Linked DNA regions of Mus musculus: regions 1 and 2 are each linked to region 3. A link is a contact called in public HiChIP or PLAC-seq and promoter capture Hi-C data. All regions are on one chromosome and are shown on one strand. The core of a region is the stretch at or near the end of the contact, and the rest is flanking DNA. Distances in the headings are between cores, read along the strand shown. Region 1 holds the start of 1700001K19Rik (RIKEN cDNA 1700001K19 gene). Region 2 holds the start of Cep170b (centrosomal protein 170B). Region 3 holds the start of Coa8 (cytochrome c oxidase assembly factor 8).

Region 1 (4,712 bases), core at 552-3,051, 1.0 Mb before region 3:
TGGGGTTAGCCCCACAGCTGCAAGCTGGGTGGATCACCTCAGTCACTGGGGATTCATTTAAGCATTGGACACCTTCCTGAGAAAAGAGGGAGAGGAGAGTTGCTGGAGGGGTGGCGCAGGGGTGAGGAGTGGCTGCTCTCCCCGAGGACCCAGGTTCAATTCCCAGCACCCACAGGGCAGCTCACAACCATCTGTCCAGTTCCCATCTGACTCCCTCTTCTAGCCTCAGCAGGCACTGCACTCACATGATACACAGACAGACAGACAGACAGACAGACAGACAGACACTCAGACTTAAACAAAAAATAAAATAAAACAAAACAAAAAACCCTTCCTTGACAAATTTTTCTAGTGAATCTTTTTTTCAGGGAGCACAGATTATTATAACACCTCAGTAAAGAGCTACTAACTAGCGAACAAACTCAATGCAAACGATAAAAATGAGATGTCTGTCAACAAGGCAGCCGCAGGAACAGGCTGCGAGTGTTCCCAGGGGCCCCTCCCTTCTTGAGGAGGGCAGAGGGCAGCTGTTGCTTAGCCTGGTGATGTCATCTTTCACCCCCACCCCACCCCCAAACCCTGTCACAACCCCTGGGGCTGTGTCCAGAAAGACAAGCTGGAAACCTGGCTGCAGTCCCAGAAAGTGGGAGTGAATCTCGGGGCGCAATCTCCTGGGAGAAAGGTGGGCTTAGCCCAAAGAGGGATCAGAGCTCACATAGAGTGGCTTCCTCCGGCTGGAGAGATGGCCCAGTGGATAAGAGCACTGGCTGCTCTTCCAGGGGTCCTGAGTTCAATTCCCATGGTGGCTCACAACCATCTGTAATGGGATCTGATGCCCTCTTCTGCTGTGTCTGAAGACAGCTACAGTGTACTCATATAAATGAAAATAAATAAATCTTAAAAATAAAAATAAAAATGGCTTCCTCGCAGAGGAACTCAGCAAGTGCAAGGCAGACTTTGGTAAGGCTGCAAATGGGGCTTCAGTTCTGATTCCAAGTCAGTTTTGTCTAGAGGAAACTTCAAGTAAAAATAGTATTTTATTTTAGACTCCCCACCCCCACCCTGCCATGGCTTTGCATGTAGATGCTAATCCATCACGTTAATTCCAAGGTGCCCCAGAATTCTCCTATGGGTTCAAGGGGGAGGAGAGGGGTGCTCAGCTCTGGGCAGAGCCCCTGCTCTCTCAAAGCTGCTCAGCATTATGCATCGCCTGGCCCTTCTCAAACCCCAGTCTTCATGCTCAGGGCAAATGAGGAACCAACCCCTGTCATCTACCCACTTCACAACGAGGTTCCCTGAAACAGCAGAGCCCTGGAGAAGGCAGGAGGGCAGGGATACCTACTCCAAGGGGGTCACATCTTCATTGTCAAAGAATGACCTCCTCTTATCAGGGACCTTACACACACACACACACACACACACACACACACACACACACACACCCTATCCTGTCCTTTACAAGTGCCCTGTGGGGACAGTGGCTTCGGAGGTACATACCTGGTGGAACACATGTGACCACATCTGTTCAGAGATCCAAACCAGACCACACTTATTCTGTCCCCAAGAAAGTCGGCTCAAATTTAGGTGGTATAAATGACGAGGAGCCCCTAACAGTAGCTGGAGAGGGGCCACTGAGTTAGGGCTCTGTGAACCTGGTGAGGCAGCTAGAGCAATCCTGGGGCTAATGGTTATTTAAAGCTCATTGGCTCCAGGCTTCTGGTTTGGAGGACAAGGACTGCCATTCTAGACTTACCTCCTGGGTAGCATGTTCATTTTGGTCCCCAGGGAATCACTTGTGAGACAAGAAGGGAGGAGGCAGGTATCCTGTGCTTTAGGCCTGCATGATGTCACAGGTATCTCCATGGCAACCCAGTGTGACTGCTCCTGGGGCTGTGACTGGGAAGAGATCCACGTGTGCACTCCGGACCATAGGCCCTAAACCACAGTTCCCAGTTCCCCCCCTCAGTTCCCTGTGCCCCGAGTTCTGCTGCCTGCCTGCTTCACACAGCATGGGTAGTTGTCCCTATCCTGTGCATACAGGCCTGATCCTCAACAGCCACGGGGCTCCTCAAAGCCTTTCCTTCCTTGGGTGCAAGGCACTCTGCTGGGGTGCACTTAAGACCAGAGAGGCCACCAAGACTTCGAGGACTGTCTTGTGCCTTAGGATAGCTTCCAAATTCTCATTCTGGCCACACAGCCGGTTTTGTCCCACCCTGCCACCTAGTTCCTCTTATAGTCAGGTCACTAGGCCATCTCCCCTTCCAGTTGCCCACAGCTCTTCCTTCTGTGGGACACTAGGGTTAAAGGAGCCAAGCCGTCCCCTCTGCCATCTGTGCAGAGCTGTTTGCGTGTCATTATCTGGTTCCTCTTCTGCCATTCCCTAGCTGCCCTGGGGACTTTGAATCCCAATTTCTGAGCCAACTTGAACTCCCAAGACCCTCAAGCTATGGATGAGAAAGAGCGTCCCTTGGTCACCTGTGCCTTTAAAGGTGGTTCCCAGTCCCTGTGTATGCATGAGGACAGAGAAGCATTAAGGAAAAGGGAACAAGATGAGGGAATAATTCAGTAACAGGCAATGGGTTGGGAGCCTGGGGGAGTTTCTTGTCTCACTGACCCTTTGGTACCTCCGAAATACACAAATGGAAAGCCACACAGAGAAATCGTGCACACGTGGAGCCCAGTGCAAGACTCAAGGAAGGAAGCCATGTGTGGTGGCCATCCCAGGCAGGACTCAGAAGGTAGAGGCAGGAAGAGTCAAGGCCATCCTTGGCTACTTGGTAAGTTCAAGGCCAGCCTGGGCTACATGAGACCCCATCTCCACAACAAACACCTAAGGAAGTAAGAGTGGATTATTAAGGGACATAAAAGATCCCTTGAGAAACTGTATCTCTAAGCAAGAAGCTGGGACACCTGCAGCCAGTCATACCCAATCTGAGAGCCAAGACCAGCTGCAGACCAGCTGCAGTGGGCAGACACCCCTCAGGCCACATTCCAACATACTCAGAGGGCACAACCTACTGGTATTGGGTATTCTTTCTGTTTTTCCTTTATCCTTTTTTTTTTTTTTTTTTTTTTTTTTAAAGATTTATTTATTGATTATTGTAAGTACACTGTAGCTGTCTTCAGACACTCCAGAAGAGGGAGTCAGATCTCATTACGGATGGTTGTGAGCCACCATGTGGTTGCTGGGATTTGAACTCTGGACCTTCGGAAGAGCAGTCGGGTGCTCTTACCCACTGAGCCATCTCGCCAGCCCCTTTTTTTTTTTTTAAGACTAGTCTTTCAAAAGTTATTTTAAGTGTTATGAGTGTCTTGCCCATGTGCCTGCCACTGGATGCCAGAAGAGGGTGTCAGATTCTCTGCAAGTGGGGTAAGATGGTTATAAGCCACCAGATGGATGCTGGGTACTGAACCTGTGTCTTCTGCAAGAACAGCACGTGGTCCTAACTGCTCAGCCATCTCTCCAGCCCTGTCTTTTATTCTTTTTATGCTAGAAATCTATGGCCCAGGACTGCAGAGGAAAGGCGGAAGAGTGCTTCAACCCTGGATACCTCAGATGAGGATAGCAGGAGTTAGTTACACACACACACACACACACACACACACACACACACACACACGCTTCCAACCTGACACCATGAAGCCAGCTGTCCCACCATCAACCCTAGTAGGAATTTAGTACTTTTGTTTGACCCTATAAGGCTCCCTCCTCCCCTGAGTCTTCCAACACTCCTTCCCTGGCCAATGATAATTGGCAGTCACACCAACCTTGTCCCAGTAACCCTGGCACCTCCCGGGGGCATAAATACCCCTCTCCCCACACCAATAAACCCAAAGCTGTTCCTGTGTTGTGTGTGTGTCCCTTGCCCTTGAACTCACCACTGACCCAAAAATTCTACCTGCACTCACTCGCCCCAGCTAATCTCTCCCTCCAGTCCAGGCGGGTGAGTGAGGGGCCTGACACTCCCAGAGTGGGAGAAGCAGATATGGGACGGGACGGCAGAGATCCAATTAGCACCTTACAAAGGCCACACACAAGCTCTACCGTTGAGTGGCACACCTGGCTGCCTTACACATCCCTTCTCTTTTTTCTGCATCTTTCATTTATTCTTTGACAACTGCGTCTGTGTATACAACACATTTTGATCTTATCCACTTCGACTCTTCCCTCCTGATGTCCCTCAACATGTCCCCCTCCCGCTCTTGTGACTTCGTCTTTGGCAACCCACCGAGTTTACCTAGTATTGCTGGCTGGAACATTAGCTGGCCTTCTTGGCTTGGTTGTCTAGGCTTTGTGCAGTCACGGGAGCTGTCCATACATGCGATTCTCTGTACTATGCAGAAGACAGTATTTCCCAGGACTCCCATTCTGCAGATCTTGTGTTCTTTTTGGTCCCTCTTCCCTATTTCCTGACCTTGGCTGCTGATACAGACGTCCTACTTAGGGCCAGGCTCTCAACAGTCACCTATTCCCAGTGCTTTGACAGTTGCGAGCCTGTCTGTATTGCTGCCCACAGCAGAAAGAGTCTGGCTAAGGCTGAAAGCAGCAGTAACCTGTGATAGAGGCATAAAGTTCAGCAAGTCCATCTAGCGGGACAGCAGTAGGCTCTCCCCGGGTCCTGTGACCTCCTAAGCCACAGGATTCTGACAGGGTTACAGTCCCAGGGATGACTTTTCTCGTGGGGAGCACACCTCAGATCCAATCAGAGAAG
Region 2 (4,604 bases), core at 1,223-3,722, 1.0 Mb after region 3:
CTCCACCCCTTCCTCTGTAATTGCTCTGCTGTGTGGCAGCCATCTTGAGAGGTGTGAGGTGGTCTCTGACTTACACTTCCAGAGTGATCAGCGGTGGTGTCCATTTTCTTCATGTGCTTCTTGGCCGTGTGTGTTTGTTTTAGACATGTCTACTATGGTGGTTTGAACAGATTCATGTATTTGAATGCTTGGCCATAGGGAGTGTGGCAGAACTGTGTGGAGCTGGCTTGGAGGTTTTATAAGCTCAAGTCTAGCCAGTGTGACAATCTCCTTCTGCTGCCTGTGGATCAAGACCTAAGAACTCTCAGCTCCTTCTCCTGCACCACGGCTGCCTACATGCTGCCACGGTTCCTGCCATGACAATACAGGACTAAACCCCTGAAGCTGTAAGCCAGCCCCAGTGAAATGCTGTCCTTTGTAAGCGTGGCTGTGGTCGTGATATCTCTTCACACCAATAGAAACCAAGCTAAGACATCAAAAGTCTTTCAAGCCTGCGGTTATGTTTAGCAGGTTACTTGGTGGAAATGGTAGGTCCGCACTGGTGGGGGTTCCTTACTTGGTCTGTGTGTTCTTAGTTTGAACTAAAGGAAGCCTCTCTGCTCAGTGGCCTTAAGTGTCACCCTTACTCGATGAAGACTGAAGCTACTACTAGATCTGCTTTCTGATCCCAATGCTACTGCTCAAGTCACTCAAGCGAGCTTGACCCCTCCTCCCCTTCCAGGAAGCAGCAGCCCACTCCAACCCTGCCCTCATGTCTAAGGATACCGACCCCATGACAGTGCACAGCTGGCAGGGGCCTCAGTCAGAACCCAGGACACCATTCCTTCATCTCCCGTCCTTCACCTTGGAAGGAGCCACAACCCAGGTAAAAGTCTCAAATAGAAAAAAAAAATAATAACGTTTATAAGCATCCATTACTAAGGAGTGAGCAAGGGGTAGCTAAGCTAAGACAGCGAAGCCGCTGGGGAAAGGGCTGTTTACAGAGCCAAGAGAATGGGAGAGCCCGGCTCGGGAGTTGGGACTCAGAAACAGGACAGTCTCAGTCTACTAGGAAGAAACTGCAAAATCCCCATACAGCTCCCGGAAGCTGAGACCGGGGCTAACAACCCTGGCAAGGACAAATGGGCTAGGAAGACAGGAACGTACCCAGCCCTCCTCTTTCCAGTACCTGACAAGTCTCCTCTGCCTCCATCTCTTCCAGTTCCTGGCCTCTCCCTGGAGTCCTGGCCTCCCCCTCAAAGTACTCCCGTTTGCCCACAAAGACATCTAGAGCTCTCTCCAAGGCCTTCATCTCATCAGGTCTCAGCTGGCACAAACTTCCTGAGCCCCACTGTCCTTGGGATGACATCCAAAATTGGTCACGAGGCTACAGGTTCCTCCTCTGTCCATACCGCAAGCCAGGCTCCCCCATTTGGGCCTGTACTATAAGCTCGCACAGCCAGGCCCAACAACCTAGCACATTCTCATGCAGTTTTTCCTATCTGTCTCCTCTTGGCGGGCTTGCCTCTACTCTCGAGTTGTGTAGAACCCCTTCCACCTCCTTCTACAGGGCAGGGATGGGCAACTGTGCCCGCTGGCTTTGGAGCCTGGGCGGGGTGGATTGGGTTCACGAAGCTCCTGTACCAGCAGGATAAAGCGCACATTCCTAGGCCTGGAGTTCTGCTCTGCATTCCACTTCCGCCAAGGCCCTCACTAGTACCCTTCAACGGGAATGCAGGAATGCACTCTGAACAGTACTTTCTCCACCACTCTGCAAAGCCGCTCCGCCCCACGCTAATCCTTTCCCCCTTGGCACTAGAGGGACACCTGATACCTCCATTGTTGCACCAGGCACCAGCCAGCGGCCGGTGAGAACTTACCTCAGGAACTGGGAGAGCCTCCGGAGTTCCCCGCCCCTCCCCGTCCAGCCCACTGTGACATCCAGGTACGTTGGTGTCTTTGCCCACCATCCTGTCCCGAGCCCGTGGCCTATCCTGCAACGTCGAGGGCGCAGGAGGAAGAGACCCAGCTGGACGCACAGGCCTCTGGGATCCATCCTACTTCCTTCGCCCTGCACCCCTCCACTGGGCTGAAAGGCCAAAGGTTGGGGCTGGGAGAGCGGCTGGAGCTCGGGCTTCTGGAATGTGGTTAAATGTTAACTATTCGGCTCTGGGACAGGACGCTGGGCAGCCGTACGCCCTTTCTCGCAACCCTGGGATAGCCAGCGCCAGAGAGAAGGGGGTCTGAATGCACAGGGTGGCGGAGATGCGCCGCCCCAGGCTGGGCCGGGGACAAAGGTGATCGCCCGTTCCTGGTTGCCCGATCCGGTGCGCCGGGACGGGTGGACGGAACGGGAGGGGCCGCGCGTAACCTCTGGGGCGGCGCTGCGGAGTCCAGCTCACCTGCTGAGGCTGGCCCGCCCTAACCTGGTTTCCGGGGGGCGGGGCGTCGCGGGGCGGGGCATCACGGGGGCGGGGCGCGCCGGGGCGGAGCGTGTCGCGGCAGACGTCAGGGGACCCGCCGCGCGAGGCCGCGGTCCGGCGCTCTGCCCGTGGGCTCGGCCGGGGCTGCCGCCAGCGTGCGGGCCGCGCCGGGCATGTCCTAGGCGGCGGCCCCGCCCAGCGCTCGGCCGGGCGGGCAGAGGGCCGGGCTGGGCCGGGCAGCGTCCGGGCGGGCGAGCCGCGGGCCTGGCGGGAGCACAGGTAGGACGCAGGAGGGGCCGCGCCAGCCCTGCGCCCACGGCGGCAGGGCCTCCAGCAGGGCACCTGCGTGCCTCCAGGCCACACCGGGGCGGGCGGGGCTGGACAAAAGCGGCGGTGAGGAAGGGGCTGGGCGAGGGCCCGGCACACCTGGCCCGGCCAGCGCTTGCCGATGCTGCCCATGTCTGCGCGCGCCCGGGAGGGGCCTCCTGGCACCGGCGACAAGGCCTGGCCCCGCGCATGTCTACGCGGCCTGCCGAGCTGGTAGACCTGGGCGCCCGGTCCCCGCCCGGGCAGGGCCAGCGCTGATTCAGGATACAACGCCGCTCCCTCCCCCTCTGGGCCTGGCGCGCCTGCCCGCCTCCCGGCCTCCTCCCGGGTGCCCGGTCCCCCCTCCTTCTGCGGTCCCTCCCTCCGTCTTCCTTCTCTTCTCTCCTTTCCCTTTAGCCGCCACCGTCTCCCTGCTTTCTCTGCCTCTGGGCTGTCCGCGGCCAGGAGGGGACCTCCTCCTGTCTGCTCCTTTCAGCCACGGGGCTGCTCCCTGCCTCCCACTGTCTCTCAGCATCTGCATCGCCACCTCCTCCTTCACCTTCGGGTGGTGGCTCTTCTGCTTGGCGCGGCTGAGGGGACAAGTTTGGGGTGTTTATTATTCTCCCTCCTAGCAACGATGGCCGGGCTAAGCCTAGCCCCAAACCTCCTACAGCAAGCCCTGGCTCAGAAGCCTTTCCAAGTTGGACTGGCGGTGGCAGTGGTCACCCCATGACCAGGCTCTGGGGGTTGGCCTCCCTCTCCTCTAAGGGTGTCCCCGTGCCTGCTGTCCACAGTGAGATGATGGCAGGCAGGTGATGTCAGAGTAGGAGACATCCAGGCTGGGTGGGGCTGGGAGGCTCAGTGACGCCCTGGGTCTGGGGCCTGGGGGGGGGGGGGGCTCCCTCCACAGCCCTGACACCTTTGCCAGTAGGATTGGGTCTTTCTGAGAGTTGGGGCTATGGATACCCAGTGAGGTCCTAGAGGCTGCAAGGGCATTGAAATCTTGCCCCTTTAGCCCTTGCCTCTCAAGCTGGGCCCTAAGGAAAGGGGACCTCAGAGCAGGGTATGGGTATGTTCCTGACCACCTGGAGCTGTTTTCTGGGGAGGCAGGTTTCTTTTCTCCATCTTCCTCCTGCTTCCTGAAGGAGTGCTGTGGGCCTTCACAGATGGACAGAGCCCTGTGTTCTTGCCTGCTGCTTACCCCGAAGGGACCCGAGACCTGGGTGAGCAGCCCAGTGTTGACGTCTCTGGGCATGGCTCCTGGGAAATGCAGGACAGGGTTTGGTCCCTCAGATCACTAGTGTGACCTCTCCAGTGTGTGTGTGTTGTGTGAGTTGACACTTCCAGAGAGATGACTTGTGTGGTCGATCCTGCTTCCACCTGACCAGCCCTGTGGGGGCCCGGAGTCTTTCCGTATTCTCTGCCCCTCATCCAGCTTCCAACTTCTGCACGCTGTGGTCCTGCCTTCACCTCTGCCTCCTCTGCCCCACACTGCTCCCTTTCTTACCTGTGACGAGTCTTCCACTTGACTCTTAGTTATTCCTTCTATTGCTTTCTCCTTTCACTTTCTTGTGTGTGTGTGTGTGTGTGCATGTGTGCACGCGCTGTTTTAAAGTACAAGGGTTCAAATCCAGGTGGCAACCACCTGGAAAGTGCCAATGCTCAGACACTCTAGTTGTTCTTCACAGTATAACTAGACTGTGAGTCACCAGGACTCAGGAGCTCTAGACTGCCCCCTCTTGGACAGTTTGCCTACACAGAGCCACTGTCTAGGCCCAAGCTTGGATTCATGCTTTGCTCTTGAAGCTAATTCCTGTGTTTGAACAAGGCTTGGATTTTTGTGTTGTACTGGGCTCTATAGGGATGGAGTCAGACCTGTGCTCCGAAGACTTCTGT
Region 3 (4,417 bases), core at 567-3,066:
GACAAGAACCCACTCTAAACACTCCTTCTTAGTACACTTGTTAAAAGGGCTCATTCGGGCTGTGGAGATAATTTTTCATCAAGTGTCCAAGCTGGAATTCCAGAACACATGTGGAAAAAAAAAAGCTGGGGCGGAGCTGGAGAGAGGGCTCAGTGGTTAAAGGTGCTGGCTAGAGGACCTGGGTTTGATTACCAGCACTCACATGACAGTGCATGACCACACAGGTAACCCCAGTCCCAGGGCATCTGATTCCCTTTCTGTCTTCAGAGGCACCAGGCACACAGTGATGCACAGACATCCATGCAGGCGAAGCGCCAACGCCCATGAAGTAAAACAGAAAAGCCAGGCAAGCCAGTGCCGGGGAGACGGCGATAGATGGATCTCGTGATTCACTGGCCAGCCCAGGTTAGCCTAACCGAGGACCTTCAGGACCATGGGAAGCCCCACTTCAAAAGCCAAAGTCAAAGGACACCAAGGAAATGATGGTGGGCGGGCAGGGAGGCCAAACTCTGGCACCTGGGCATGCACCAAAATACACAAAAGGTTTCGTCAAAGGTGTAAAAGGTTGCTTGAGGAAAGGGAAGATGTGACATGTCAACTCCCTCTCCTGAAAACAGCTGGACAGGAACAAAACAAAGCAAGCTCACCGGTGTGCTGGTGTATCCCTACAATCCTAGCGTCGGGGATACAGAGGAAAGGGAACTACGAATTCAAGATCACCATGGGCTACTTGGTGACCCTAAGAATTCAAAGCAAAACGGAAATAGGGGAACACGGTAGGGATTTGAACGACAGACAGAAGGTCCTCATGATCCAGCCTGGGTGGATGTCTAGGCCTATGAATTCTGTCTTAAACCATGAGAGCGAGCTGCGTACACTGCCATTCTAGTCAACCCACCAGGTTAGCAACACAATTTCCTTAGATCCCCCCCCCCCCCATCCTAATCTACTCTCTGGAACCAGTTTGGAAGTTAACAGTAGCTCTTCCACACTCACAGGAGCACCATTCGTCCAGACAGCTAGCTAACTTTCTACTTTTCTGAAAGAGGAGCTACGAAACTTCCAAATCCTCACCCTGACTTCAAATACCCGCCGCCCAAACCTGCCGACTGCGATTAACTCGGTCACTCGCCTCCCGGTATGTGCGCTTAGAGCATTTCCCACGCTCTCAGGTTTCTGTCAAACAGCTCACTTCTGGCGGGCAGGCCACAGAACTCAGTCCCCGGGAGGGTCCAAGCCCGGCCCTCGCAGAGCTTTTACCCCGGGAGGTCTGGGCGGCGGCGGTCTTGGCTGCCGCGGGGGGCTGCGAGGTGGGAGATCGGCCCTTCACGGGGAGCGGCACCGCAGCGGTGCCCCCAGCGGCATCCCCCCTCGCCCTTCCCGGCTAGGTCTGACCCGGGCAGCCGGTGAAGGGGCCGGCGGAGGCGGCGGCAGCTACTGGCCGCGGCGGCCGCTCCCGGGTCTCGGCCCGGCCGGACGCGCCGCCGCCTGACCTCACAATGGGCGCGCGGCGGGCGCGGGCCTGCGCAGCGAGGGCGGCGGAGCGCCCGAGGCCGGGAGAACGGAGCTCGCGCCCTCGCCCCACGCTCACCTGGGCCGCACGCGCCATCGCGCCCCGCCACCTACACTTCCGCAGCGTTGTCGCCGTCCTCGCAGAGCGGGCCCGTCAGCAGTGAGCCCGGGGAAAACTTGTCCTCTCCTCGTCCCGCGCGGGCCCCGCCGCCCGGCGTCCGTCCCAGGGAATGCGCACGGTCGGCCTCGCCGCGCGTCGGCTCGGGCTTTGCGACGCCGCCGTAACGCCAACCTTTCCACTGTCGCGATCCTGCCGTACGCGCGGGCCATGGCGGCTTTGCGGCCCGGAAGCAGAGCGCTTCGCCGGCTTCTCTGCCGGTCCTTCTCCGGCGGCGGCGGCGTTAGGTTGGCCCGTGAGCGCCCTACGGATCACAGGGATGCGGCGTCCAGCCGGGTAAGCGGGACGCCGGGGGCGCTGGCAGGGAGGAAGGCCGCCGAGCAAACCCACGCCGCCTGCACCTCTCCGACGGACTGATGATCACTGCCCGGGATCCGCTGTGGAGAGCGCGAGCCTTGCTTATCCCCGAGTTAATTCCCATTTGTATTAACACAGCTCTTGAAGGGTGTTCTTTCTCATTTTCGCATCGTTAAGATTAGTGTTCGACTTAAAGCCGTGGCTGACTTCATCATCCCACTTCTGTAGACTTCGCATTGTTTGTAAACGTGCACGCGATGTCAGAGATCCACAGTGCAGGTCTGCAGCAAGAATGGGCGTGAAGCCTTTTTCAAAAAAACAATTGCTGGGCTGGAGAGATGGTTCAGCTGTTAGGAACACCGAAGACAGTAACAATGCACTCACATATATAAAACTAAATAAAGCTTTTTTTTTTTAGTCAGTTGCACTTCTTTTTTTTTTTTTTTTAAGATTTATTTATTTATTATATGTAAGTACACTGTAGCTGCCTTCAGACACTCCAGAAAAGGGAGTTCACATCTCGTTACGGATGGCTGTGAACTACCATGTGGTTGCTGGGATTTGAACTCTGGACCTTCCAAAGAGCAGTCAGGTGCCCTTACCCACTGAGCCATCTCACCAGCCCTCAGTTGCACTTCTTTGCAACAGAATGCTTTGCTTAAGGAAGGCCTAGGTTGCCAGGCGTGGTGGCCCACGCCTTAATCCCAGCACTCGGGAGGCAGAGGCAGGCAGATTTCTGAGTTTGAGGCTAGCCTGGTCTACAGAGTGAGTTCCAGGACAGGGCTACACAGAGAAACCCTGTCTCGGGAAAAAAAAAAAAAGGCCTAGGTTTAGAGTCTATCAGTCATATGAAAACGCTAAGGCTGGAGGTAAAACATTAATCAGTGGCTACTAACACTTCAATGACCACTAAGCTAGTGATAGAGACTAGAGAGCTTGGTTTAAGCAATAATGAAGAGAGGGAAGGAGGGATGAGGAGAGAGAAGAGAGATGGAGAAAATTAAGAATTGCAAAATGTGCTTGCTGTGAAAATTTTCATCTCTGCTATGCTGTGTCTCCTTGCACACTTTTAGCTTTGAAGTTCTGACTACTCCAGTTTAGATTTGTTGCCTTAGGACCCTGGCCTCTGGCTCAGTTTCCTGGCACAAGAAAAAAAACAAGCCTTCACTTCTGTCTTTAGAAAATATAACTCTAGTCCTTGGGCAGAAAAGATGAAACAGGTGCCTGAACATGCTTTGGGAGGGGAAAATTTAACTCACCCAGCAGCTTTCTCGTGGTCAGAGTTTGCCTTAACATTCATTTTTACTTTTTTAAAAATTGCAATGATTTTGTGTGATATGCCTGCGGCAGAGTTGAGAGGACAGCTTTCTGGAGAGCCTTTATCCCTTCCATGGTTGGTGCCAGGGGTGGAACTCAGGCTTTCTTATGAAACGCTTTCCCCTCTGAGCCATCTTGCCTGACCTTCGTTTCTGGTGAACTAATGCTGGAGAAGGCTAAGAAGCCCGCAGTCTTGGAAGAGTCTTGCTGGAGGCCTGGCGGCACCGCCTTCAACTGGAAAGGCAAGCTGGTCAGCATTGCAGCTTCAGGGGGGTCAGGGTTACACACACGATGAGACCCTCTCTCAAAACAAGGTACCTGGGGTCTGGATCCTCAGGGTAAACCCTTCAGCCTTTTGGAGTCTCAGGGCAAGCCTGTGCTGCTCAACTCTTGGAGAGTCGAAGAGGGAATGACTGTGGCTAGGGGGCCTGACTACCAGCCAGAGCTTGCCTAATTCTGTACTCCCTGTGCTATGGTTTTTAGGATCTAAATGACCTATTATGGTAAATATTGGGAGGCACAAAAGAAAACAGTTCTGCCTCAGGGCTGTTTCCTCTGTGTTGCTACTTTGTTTCCTGAGTTATTAAATGGCTGTAAGACGGATTGCTGTATTGCAAAGAAACTTTGTAAATAGCACGTCTTAAAGGTAACTTTGTGCTTCAAGGGAGAGACAGAGCAGATCTCTGAGTTTGAGGCCAGCCTCATCTGGCTACACAGAGAAACTCTATCTTGAAAACCAAACCAAACAAAGAAGTAAAAACTTAAAAAGAACATTGCAAACTATTTCTTCTTCAATAAAATAAATCCTCTACTAGTTAACTGTGCACATTTTTCTTTATCTCTCCAGTCTTGCTTTAAGAAGACCCACTTTTCAAACCTTCATAACTTCATTTCTGGTCTCTTTGTACTTATTGCTCTCCCCCCCCCCACCTTTTTTTTTTTTTTTTTTTGTCTTTGGCGAATCATGCTGGGGGTTAGTCTTGGACTTTGTGTATAGCCGAGGATGACCTTGAATCTCTCCTCTGCCTCCCCCACCCCCTCCAGGACTGAGTCACAGCGACCATCCTGGTGTTTTGGTCTTTTGTTTTGTTTGTTTTGTTTTTTGATTTGAGA

The links. Promoter capture Hi-C pulls out the DNA fragments that hold promoters and counts their contacts. HiChIP or PLAC-seq counts read pairs in DNA pulled down with a chosen protein or histone mark.
Region 1: a contact with region 3 is called in an H3K27ac HiChIP or PLAC-seq map of microglia, with 4 times the contacts expected there. The contact joins the promoter of 1700001K19Rik here to the promoter of Coa8 in region 3. A contact is called at or near these places in 1 of 39 promoter capture datasets (liver), 1 of 115 datasets of contacts at active chromatin or transcription factors (microglia) and 1 of 9 other capture datasets (adipose tissue).
Region 2: a promoter capture Hi-C map of cranial neural crest shows a contact between it and region 3. The contact joins the promoter of Cep170b here to the promoter of Coa8 in region 3. A contact is called at or near these places in 2 of 39 promoter capture datasets (cranial neural crest and pre-B cells) and 1 of 115 datasets of contacts at active chromatin or transcription factors (pancreatic cancer cells).

Annotation. Positions count from the first base shown.
Region 1 is chr12:110,680,818-110,685,529 of GRCm38.p6, forward strand. It overlaps 1700001K19Rik (RIKEN cDNA 1700001K19 gene), which reads right to left and starts at 1,802. Exons shown (of 6, transcript NM_025488.2): 1 at 1,754-1,802.
Region 2 is chr12:112,719,702-112,724,305 of GRCm38.p6, forward strand. It overlaps Cep170b (centrosomal protein 170B), which reads left to right and starts at 2,473. Exons shown (of 19, transcript NM_001024602.3): 1 at 2,473-2,681. Gm46382 (proline-rich extensin-like protein EPR1) reads right to left here and starts at 2,465. Exons shown (of 2, transcript XM_017315329.2): 1 at 1,860-2,465.
Region 3 is chr12:111,711,453-111,715,869 of GRCm38.p6, forward strand. It overlaps Coa8 (cytochrome c oxidase assembly factor 8), which reads left to right and starts at 1,817. Exons shown (of 5, transcript NM_026511.2): 1 at 1,817-1,966. The coding sequence starts at 1,841. Bag5 (BCL2-associated athanogene 5) reads right to left here and starts at 1,804. Exons shown (of 2, transcript NM_027404.2): 1 at 1,592-1,804.